Linked DNA regions of Sus scrofa: all the other regions are linked to region 3. A link is a contact called in public Hi-C and promoter capture Hi-C data. All regions are on one chromosome and are shown on one strand. Each heading gives the region's core, a stretch centred on a gene start, on an enhancer-like site or on the middle of the called end of the contact. The rest is flanking DNA. Distances are from core to core; before and after follow the strand shown.

Region 1 (3,591 bases), core at 201-2,700, 180 kb after region 3:
CATGCCATAAATTTCAAGGGCAAAAGCAAACATTGAGGAGGAATATAAGCCTAAAGGTCAGCTGTGAGTGGGAGTTTGGTTAGTTGAAAGAGCCCCTGGTGGAGATTTTGATACAAGGCTCCCTCATGTCACCGCCTGCTGGATCATGCTTAGTTGAGAGTCACTTTCTAGGCAGGTTACAGACTGGTAGGAGGTAGAAAGGTAGGAAATGTGTTTTGTTTGGCTTTCGCAGAATTATGAGTTTTAAAGTAGGTGTCAGACACATGTACTCTGATGTTCATTGCAGCACTATTTACAACAGCCAAGACATGGAAACAACCTAAATGTCCATCGACAGAGGAGTGGATCAAGAAGATGTGGTACATATACACAATGGAATAGTACTCAGCCATTAAAAGAAATGAAATACTGGCATTTTTAGCAACATGGATGGACCTAGAAATTATCATGCTAAGTGAAGTCAACCATGCAATGAGACACCAACATCAAATGCTTTCACTGACATGTGGAATCTGAAAAAAGGGCAGACTGAACTTCTTTGCAGAACAAATGCTGACTCACAGACATTGAAAAACTTATGGTCTCCAGAGAAGATAGTTTGAGGGGTGGGGGGGATGTGCTTGGGCTGTGGGATGGAAATCCTGTGAAATTGGATTGTTATGGTCATTATACAACTACAGATGTGATAAATTCATTTGAGTAATAAAAAGAAATGAAATATAAAAATTTAAAAAAAATTATAAAAAAAAATCAAGTAGGTGTCAGAATTTTAAAATCGGAAAATTTTCATAGGAAAAATACATATTTCTGCCTTCTCTTGAAATACAGAATTTCTGGTAAAACTGAGTCTACATTCTTGAAGTTTGGCTGGAGATAGAGGCTGCCCCTTTAGACACAGCGTACGTTTCCAGCTGGTGTCACCTATTTGTGTCACCTACCCATTGGTAATTGTTTACCATCAGTGGGTAAGACTATGAAGGAATCATTGAAGCTGGAGCCAGAAGGACCTCAGGGTGTCACAGAGCCCTGACTTTCCTTTTAATCAGGTCAGAATTTGCTTTCTCCATTAAGCCTCCTGGCTTAAATGATCTGCCCAACTTTATCCAGCTTCGGGTGAAGATGGACCCAGCGATGGGAAAGTCTGGCTGGAATTGAGGTCAACTACCTCCCAGCAAAGGGCCTTTTCCTAGCACGGAGTGTTCCTTCTCAAACAGCAGATCACCATTTCTTAAGCCCTGTCAGTGGAGCCATTGTGAGGAAAGGTCAAACATTAGACAAGTAAGGCTTCAGGAGCCTCACTGCAACACTTCCAAACACTGGAACACACATAAGCTCTAGTGTGGCTGACCAGGAGCCTGCCGCCCTTCGGCCCAGCCCCACCAGAACAAAAGTGACCAGCGGAGCAGGGCCGGAAGGGCTGTGAATGTGGAACAGCTAGTGTCCTTGACCCTCTGGCCAGGATCCCAGGCTGAAGAAACCCTCTGGGTTTTTCTCAGTGTGGTATGGGGAAGGAAGATGAGGGTGGGGAAGAAGGGGAGAAAAACAGATATAAAGCATAGTTGTTGTCTCTTTTCTCCCAGAAACTGAACTTTTGTGTTCCTGTGCCACATGTGTGCTGTGAGGTTTTCATTTTCTTTCTCTTTCTTTCTTTTTTTTTTTTTTTTCTGGTACTGGGATTGGTGTGTTGCTGTGCTGCCGAGTGTTTGTTTTGGCTTCTGGAGGAAGTATTGACAAAGGAAGTGGGAGGACAAACACGATTTTGTAAGCAGCCGGCCTGAGAGGAACAGTAAAACGGAACTGGAGACAGCATGTCAGGGTTGAGATTCCCTGATACTGTGTAATGCCAGCATCCCTAGAGCTTGTGGTCACTGAGGAATGGACATGTGGGTGCTTTTGGAGCTACAGGGGGTTGTACTGATTCTGTCAGGGGACTCTGTTGCAATTCTGATTTCTAAGCTCCTGGTAGAGGCTTTCTCTAGGCCTCAGCTCCTGTCCTGCCCCCCGCCCCTGTTTCTTCCCCTGCCCACATGTCAAATCCTCAGGCAGCAGACCCATCTAACAGGAGATGGTCTATGCTAAGAGAATGTGTGTGTGTGTGTGTGTATGTGTGAAGCCTGGAGCCTCAATTCAGAAAGGTAAATGTACACATAGAATCAAGGGTAAATAGTTGGAGAAACCCTCTTTGCTATAGATTTCTTGGAAAATGGATCAAGGCACATTAGAGGTGGTTGAGGTGCAATCTTTGCTGGAGACAGAAGGCAGTATGACATACCTTGAATTTTTCCCCAGAGGGATGAGAAGATGGCTGAAATGCCATATTTAGATGACTCTTAGGAATTGTCAAGGGTTGGAGCCTTAACTTAGGCTGAACCCATTCCCTGGGCCTTTGGGTACAAACTGTTCTTTAAAATGGTGGTGTTTTCTAAAGAGTATATTTTTTATTTCCTATGGACTAACCTTAGAAAGCCCCCTTTATTGGCTTTTGGGTAATAGATCTACATAGAATGCTGTACTGTAATCTTTGATAGGCCAGATTGCTTTAAGGTCTCTAACATACTTTGGTTCTTCTGCTTCCACAAGGTAATAGGGAAGGAGTGGGGCAGGGGAGGGATCAATTAGAACAGTAAGTGATTTACAGGAAATATTACTGTTTTGTAAAACTGTAGCACATCTGTAGCAGTTAGGCCATTCATATATGTAAAGCTCCTGGTTAAGTACTATTTCTCAGAATTAGGTATCTTTCCCACGTGAACTGGGCAAAAGGGCAGATGGAAACATGGAGTGGGTTAGACATAGAGGGAGCTTGTGAATGTACAAGTCTGTAAATGTGACAAATATATCTCTAAACTGCTATCAGTTTAAATTCGTCTCTAAATAGGTATGAGCAGATGTGCCTCGCTGACTAAAATTTCTGGCATCGTTAGTTCTGTGGATCCCTGCTGGGACTGCCACCTTGAAATCCAGCTACACTTTATCCCTAAAGGTACTCTTTGTGCATGTTATTCTGAATGAGGAGATGATAACATTAATATTGTTTCTTGACAGTTCTCTTGAATTTTCTTTTTTACTATATTATTGAAAAATAAAAATTATATATATTTAAAGGTGTAAGACATGATTTTTTTAAAACCTCATTCAGTGCTCTCAAAAGCCAGAGAGAAAGGTAGTTTCCTCCTTATTTTTTATGGACGTATAGTCAATGTATAATATTATGTAAATTTCAAATGTATGACATAGTGATTCACAATTTTTAAAGGTTATACTCCATTTATAGTTATTAAAAAATATTGACTATATTCCCTGTGTTGTACAATATATCCTCCCAGCTTATTTATTAGTTTATATCTCTTAATCCCCTACCCCTCTTTTGTCCCTCCCCCCTTCCTTCTCCCCACTGGTAATCACTAGTTTATAAAACCTGACGTTTTGATATATGTATACTCTTTTGAATTTATACATTCTGAAATACGGAGATTTTTCTTTTTGGAAATTGCTCTTTTTCTTAAATTGTATGATGTCTATTTAATATTTGAGCTAACAAAGGAAAAAGATAAGACCTTCACCAAAGAATGTGGAAATGAATCCTGGCAC
Region 2 (3,264 bases), core at 367-2,866, 140 kb after region 3:
ACAAGGCAGCTTGGAATAGGTAGTGACTATTAACTTAACTTTGCATTCTCAAAGGTTAAGTTCAGTGTTAAATTAATACATTCTCAGAAGGGTCCTGTTTCTTTCCAGGTGGGACTGGATAAAGCAGCTTCTTCCTCCTATAGCCTGCAGATATGCCAGCAAGGTCTCTTTCAGAAGCACAAAGACATGGGTCTGGCTGGGGACTCCTAGGCTTCCAATCCAGATCTCTGTGCCCAAGGTGTATTCCTCTGTGTTTGTGCATAAAGTTTCAGTAAAGCCTACTGTGTAAGAGACCAGGCCCACGCGTGAGACTGCCCTGCTTGGCCCCTTAACATCCATATGAACCTGTTAAAACTAACCTCTTTCAGCCTTTCTTTTTCTGTAAAATGAGAGTAAGATTAATAGTAAATCTCAGAGGTTATTGTGAGGATTAGATGAGGTAATGCATGTCAAGTGTTTAGAATAGTGCCTGGGACACCACAAGCACGCTCTCTTTCTCTGTGCGTATATGGATTCCTTTGTACCTTCACAAGTGACCACTGCAAAATAACCCTATCTCCATTTGAAGATGCTGAAGGTTTTTTCAAGCAAGAGGAAAAGAGTCTTAAAGTGGTGAGTAGCTAGGTTTGATTTTGTTGTGTGTGTGTGTGTGTGTGTGTGTGTGTGTTTTTAAATCACATCAAGGATTCAGTATTTTGCTTTAAGGAGGGAGGTCAACAATGTTCAAAATGCAGGGAGTAAGAGAAACACAGGGAGCATAATTTCCGAAAATACTTGAAGATTCTCTTCTAGTCCTCATTTCAAAACTGGGTTCTCCCCCTTCCCCCACAACTCAAGGGGATGCCCTTTCTGACACAGAGGGGGAAAAAAATGACTTCAAATATACTTTTTGAACAATAATTTCTTTGGAGATTTTTCTTGTTGGAAATTATTTTTAAGGCTATTTTGCAAGTTTGCTTGAGGGTGATTTTTACTAAGATGAAGTGGCTTCTTTTTGAGGGTTGAGCAAGTCATTTCCCCTTTCGATCTTATCTGCTTCTTATCTGTGAAATGAATGGATTAGGGTTGATAAGTCTTCCTATATCTGGCGTTCTTTGATTCTGCCATCCCTGTTTAATGCACACAGTGGGAATGTGGATCTGGACCCTGTTTCTGCTTTAGATTGTGGACTAGGAATCAAGCCCCAGCTCCCTGCCCCCTCGCCAGGAAAAGCAAGGCTGCAACTCTTTTATTTGACATTAGTGCTCTCTGTGCCATTAACCTGTTGTTGGTGTAACGTATGGGGCAGAGGAAATGTGCTTGAAGGCTGCACAGAGGGATGGTGAACAAGTGCGTTTTCTTCTGTTTTTCTTTTTCCCAGGAGCGAGATGGGGGAGGAAAAACAGTGGTCTTTGTTGTGAAGCCACAGTCCCAAATTTCAACCTAGAGGAATGTTTAAGTCCCGAAAAAAGTTACGGAGGAGGCTTGCAATTATGTACTTAGTCACAACAAGAGGGTAAGCACTTTCAAGGCACTGGATTGAGGAGACACAAAAGTCAGGAAGTGACCCTTTTCGTAGGGATTTCTCAGGCCGAGGACAAGAAACAAAGTCCTCTCTCAACTCGGGGAACTTTGGGCCGTACCATCCCGAGGGGGAGGGGTGGGGGAGCCAGGAGAGGGCCGTGGAACCGGACACCTTCGATCTTAACCAGCCGTGAGTGAATTGAGGCTCTCCTCGCTGAAAAGACTCAGTGTCCTCTGTTCCCCCGACCTGAAATGAAAGAGGGGTTCGGCCGATCCTCATTGCGAAGCCTGTCGATAAAGAATCCGGAGTTGCCCTGGCCAGAGCGGGCCCTCCTGAATCGGGGCCTGTGCGCGCCGGGCCGGGCCGCCCGCCCGGGTCTCTGGATGGCGTGCCGGGCCAGCCCATCTGCGGCCGAGCGGCCAGGAGGAAGCCAGCTCCCGGCATGAATGGGGCTTTGTTCGCCGGCAGCCGTGGCTGTCCTCGGCAGGCCGGGCCCGCACAACGGAGGCTGTATGTGAGCGGCATGGAAATGAGCCTGCGGGCCTCCCGGAGGAGCCCCGTCCCCTTCCCTATGCGGAGTGGAGGAATGCTGGCAAGCCGGAAAGGAGCCCTCGCCGGGAACGCCGCTCTAGCGGCTCTGAAACCCTATTCAGAAGAGCCCTTTGATGCAATTAAAGCGCATTTCATTGCAGGCCAAGGAGGAGGGAAGGCCCCGTCAGGCTTTTTTCTGTCTGAGCATGTTTGTGTGTGTACCTTTGTGGGGCGGGTACTTAGGGAGCAGGAGGCAACTTAAGCTTGATCTCTCGCAGACGTTCTGTAACTTCTCGAAGGAGCACCTATAAACAGATTGGTTTTCTCTGTGGGTGGAACTCAATTTGGACAAGATCCAGGCTGACCTGCAGGCCCGAGTTCCTGCTTTGAAAGGCGCCTTGGTACGACTCACTCACACCACCTGCCCGGCTGTAAAATTTTAGGCGGAGAAGAAACTGCATTTGGAAAGGAAGTTTTTTCTGAGGTCACTGCTTCTGGTTTTCCATGTTCTCAGACGGTGGAGTGGGCTATGTCGCAGGTCCGGAAATGGTCACAGCCAGACATGTAAAATGATGTAACCTGAAAACGTTGACGTTCTTGAATGCGACAACTATTTTGATATTCAGTTTGTTCTCTGCTTCCTCCATTGAGATCACTGTGTGGCCCCAAAAAACCCATATAGCCCCTCTAGTTTCATATTTTTCACCTGTTGAAATGAATATGAAAAAGCCAGATAACTGATACCATAAAGCTCCTGGTGCTGGTGGAATTCTTTCTAAATTGGAAGTTAGCACCTTACCTACTTGCACTTGTGGAAGATGTATCGGCAAGGAACTCCAATGAATGTCGATATAAAAGGATTGTAGCGTTCCTGTTTTGTTGACTTTGTACTATTTATTACTAGGACTAATAGTCTAATGTCTGTCTCTACTAGAATCTTCCTTCTTGAGAACAGGAACCTATCTCTTATTCTGGCACCCCCTGTGTCCAGAATAGTCCCTGACCACCCTAAGTGGGTAACACATATCCAGGGATATAAAGAATACTAACTTCCTTCTATTTTTTGTCACTTACAAATCTAAACAAGAAATAGAGGGAGCTAGGTGGGGATTGGGGATCCTTGGCTAGATAGAAGTTTGAAGGAAGGAACAGGAGAACATTTTGAGAGCAATAACATGCTGCAAATGTTTCCTGAAATGACCCAAGGCAGAGTGGGGCAGTGGAGTGGA
Region 3 (3,398 bases), core at 541-3,040:
AACTTTCATCATCAGTACACATGGATTCAGTAGAATATTGCATCACAGGACTATTTACAGAATTCTGTTGTGACCAACAGTACTAAAGCAAAGAGTCTGTATACTTTTGGGAGCACATCTGCAGAAGGACTTCTTAGAAGAATTGCCTTGAATTCACAAGCAAAATTTGAAAGTATGTTGCCAAATTGCCAACTTTTTATCAGTTTTCACTCTAACTGTTAGAATGTGGAATGTCCATTTCTCCTCACCTCCACTAATCAGAGGATTTAAGAAGCATTTAAATATTTGTCAGTTGTATAGGTTAAAAATATAGGTATATATGATTTTAGTTTATATTTTTAGTTTCTTCAGTTTTGAGCCTGGTGAAACATCTTCCATGCATTTATTGGTCTTTTGAATCTTTTTTATGAGTTGTCTGTTCATTTCCTTTGCTCATTTTGTATTCATAATTTTCATGTTGATTTTTAAAGAACACCTTTTACATTGAGGACATTTGCCTTGTTCTAATATGTGAAATAAAACCTTGCCTCTAGTTCTTCTTTGATACATTAACTCTGTGTGTATCTTTAATTTTTTTCCTATAAAGAAGTTTTTACAATTTTATGTAGTAAAGTCTATCAGTTTTTTTCCTTCCTGGCATCTGGATTTCATGACATCCTTAGAAAGGCTGCAAAGTTCTAAAAATATTCACTGCTTTTCTTCTAGTGTTTTTATGGAATCTTTTTTTAAACATTTAAATGATCTTTATGGAATGTATTTTAGGGTAAAGTGTGAGCATTTTTAAATCTAACAAAGCAAATTTTTTTTTTTCCTTCCAAACAGCCCTACTCACAGCTTATGGAAGTTCCCAGGCGAGGCATTGAATTGGAGCTGTAGCTGCAGGCCTACACCACAGCCACAGCAACACCAGATCAAAGCCTCATCTGTGACTTATGCAGCAGCTAATGGCAATGTTGAATACTTACCCCACTGAGCAAGGCCAGGGATTGAATCCACATAATCACAGACAATATGTTGGTTTCTTAACCTGCTGAGCTACAATGGGAACTCCCAAAGCAAACTTTTTAACCTCATAGAATTTTCTAACTTCTTTTTCTCTTATTCACATCACTGAATGAAATTTAAGTTGTATTCAGAGTCCTCTTTTAAACACATCACTTCTCACATAGTTAAACACAAAGGCAAATAAAAAAAAAGGCAAAAACATTTTTGGTTTAAATTATGCCTACTGCTTACTTTCCAGGATTCTTAGCCTGACTTTAGGCTTTGTCCACTTGGGCCCATGCTTATTTTCATGGCAGTTACAATGTACTTTCAAATCCAGTGGTGAAAGAGGCAAGAATCTTGCTCCTCCTCATTTTTACAGAGGATGCCAAGAGAGGGGAAGTAACAGGCCCAAGTTCACAGAGCAATTTAGGGTGTTGAAATCCAAGGTTCTGAGCCATCCAGCCTGTTTCAGTAATCATCAGACATCAGGTACAAAGCCCAGGTAGAAAGAATTCTTCTGATTGCATCATTCACTAAATTACATAATCCACAACAAAAACAGCTAGAGGGCAGTGGACAGAGTAAAGCTTAGCCTGCTGAAATGTGCAGATGTTTCCGTGAATTGGGAAAAGGGCCTGCTCACAGAGATCATATATAATATTTGACAATGTGAGTCAGACTTGGGCATCGTTCAAGATTAATCTTATCCCCTTAATGAAATAGCTGATTGTTTTGACTTGTTCCTCTCTGCCTGTTCCAAGTTGCCTGACAGTGTGTTATGGAGACAGTCTTGCTGGGCTGAAGCTCTATTCTCAAATGCTGTGTTATGGAGTCCATTAAGAAGTTCAGAGGCTCTGTTTGGAGAGGCAGCAATCCAGTAAAGCTTCTAATTTTTCCATGATGACTGATGGATTTGGAGCACTCTTGAGGGGTGGCTGTATAATGCTAAGTGTTTAGCGTGTGCCAGCTTTGTCACCTTACATGAACCCTGCAACTACCTTTTATTCAAACCTCATCTTCTGAGGCTGCCTCAGAGGGATGGAGAATTTCTGACGTTGGAAGTTGGGAGAGACTGGAGAGAGGGTGGGCAGAAGGGTGGGAATGGAGGAGGGGAGGGGAGGGACACCCAAGAAAACCTGCTCATGTCTTAATGACCTGGCAGATTCCCTGCTTTAGTTTCATATGTCATTGGACTTCTTCCAGAAATGTTGTTTTGCAAAGGGTGTGGGGAGTAGCGTAGCGCCTCTGTGAATAGGATCCTCCTTTCCAGAAACAGGATATGGGAGAATTCGGCACCGGGAGGATCACTGTGTCCAAAACAGTGGGGAGAAGTCGGAAATGGTCTCTGTCTGACCAGCTGCTATTTTCTCTAAATTCAAGTGGCTCTGGGATGGGCCCCAGCACCTCATAATACTGGGAGACTGTGTTTAATCCTAGGTGCCCGAAGCTCTTCAGTTAGTCTGTGGTTTGTGCGGTCAGCCTTGACAACACCAGCTCAGTTGGAGTTACAGGCAGTGATTGTGCTCATCATAGAAAGGGTTCATTCCCTGATGTGCTTTCAAGTGCTGTGTCCTATGAATCCTGTTGGCAAGAGAACCATCCTCCACCCTAGCACTTAGTTAATAAATATGGCTTGAAAAGCAGCCAAAAATGCATATGTGTGCTGCACTGCTAGATTCCTTCTTGAAAGGGAAAAGCTCTTCTGAATGGAATGAGCAAAAGATTCTATTAATTAGGAGAACTTATGATGTGTCCCTATAGAATAAAGAAGAAAAGAATAGCTTGTGTTGCTACTCCACTGGTTCCTTTGTTGGACAAAGTTTATTGCTCTTGCGAAGAAACGGCTAGTCTGACCCCTCGGTTGTCTCTTTTCCCTGCGCTGTGCACACACAACTATTCATTAATGTCAACAAGACTTATGAGTGCATATCCGGTGGGGTGGAGGCAAAGGGGACCAGATCCCAAAGTCAACATCTTCGCAATACATTCCAAGATGAAAATGATCAAAGTCCCACTGGTCTTCGATGACTAACAGAAAACAAAGTGGAGCATTCAGGACATGGGTTAAAGAAGCAGCAAAAGATTTTAATTTTTTTTTTTCTGAATTGTGTTCATATGGGCACCAGATTCAAGGCATTTCAAGTCAGACCTGTCCCCAGGTGTAGTCAGATAAGGTCATCGGTGCTCACTGGGAAATAGCATTGATAAAAAGAATTTTAGGCTTCCAGAAAGAGGACGGAGAGAAGACCAGCCACTCAGGCAGAAGCCAGGTGTTACAGACTCTGAAACACACAACATTGGGACTATAGTAAGAGGAGGAGGAATTCAGTGGATCACAGAACTGGGGAGAGGCCTTTGGACCCCTGAGGAGGCAGAGGGATTTCTTAGTTTATTTCTGCCGTGATGAGCCT

What was found. Promoter capture Hi-C pulls out the DNA fragments that hold promoters and counts their contacts. A called contact is a pair of places that touch in the nucleus more often than the background predicts.
Region 1: a Hi-C map of liver shows a contact between it and region 3, with 5 times the contacts expected there. The contact joins two enhancer-like sites. A contact is called at or near these places in 3 of 47 Hi-C or Micro-C datasets (embryonic fibroblasts and liver) and 1 of 2 datasets of contacts at active chromatin or transcription factors (alveolar macrophages).
Region 2: a promoter capture Hi-C map of liver shows a contact between it and region 3, with 3 times the contacts expected there. The contact joins two enhancer-like sites. A contact is called at or near these places in 1 of 5 promoter capture datasets (liver) and 1 of 2 datasets of contacts at active chromatin or transcription factors (skeletal muscle).

Annotation. Positions count from the first base shown.
Region 1 is chr1:133,237,426-133,241,016 of Sscrofa11.1, forward strand. No RefSeq gene overlaps it. Among named protein-coding and RNA genes, the nearest start is that of TMCO5A, 140 kb to the right of the region's middle. Within about 2 kb of position 1,451, at least 40 of the 83 cell types and tissues checked have an H3K27ac peak or open chromatin away from gene starts, as enhancers often do. A contact at or near this core is called in liver, where this site is marked.
Region 2 is chr1:133,202,050-133,205,313 of Sscrofa11.1, forward strand. No RefSeq gene overlaps it. Among named protein-coding and RNA genes, the nearest start is that of TMCO5A, 180 kb to the right of the region's middle. Within about 2 kb of position 1,617, at least 52 of the 83 cell types and tissues checked have an H3K27ac peak or open chromatin away from gene starts, as enhancers often do. A contact at or near this core is called in liver and skeletal muscle, where this site is marked.
Region 3 is chr1:133,056,876-133,060,273 of Sscrofa11.1, forward strand. All of the region lies in intron 1 of LOC106506784 (basic salivary proline-rich protein 2-like), which reads left to right. Among named protein-coding and RNA genes, the nearest start is that of SPRED1, 42 kb to the left of the region's middle. Within about 2 kb of position 1,791, at least 27 of the 83 cell types and tissues checked have an H3K27ac peak or open chromatin away from gene starts, as enhancers often do. A contact at or near this core is called in liver and skeletal muscle, where this site is marked.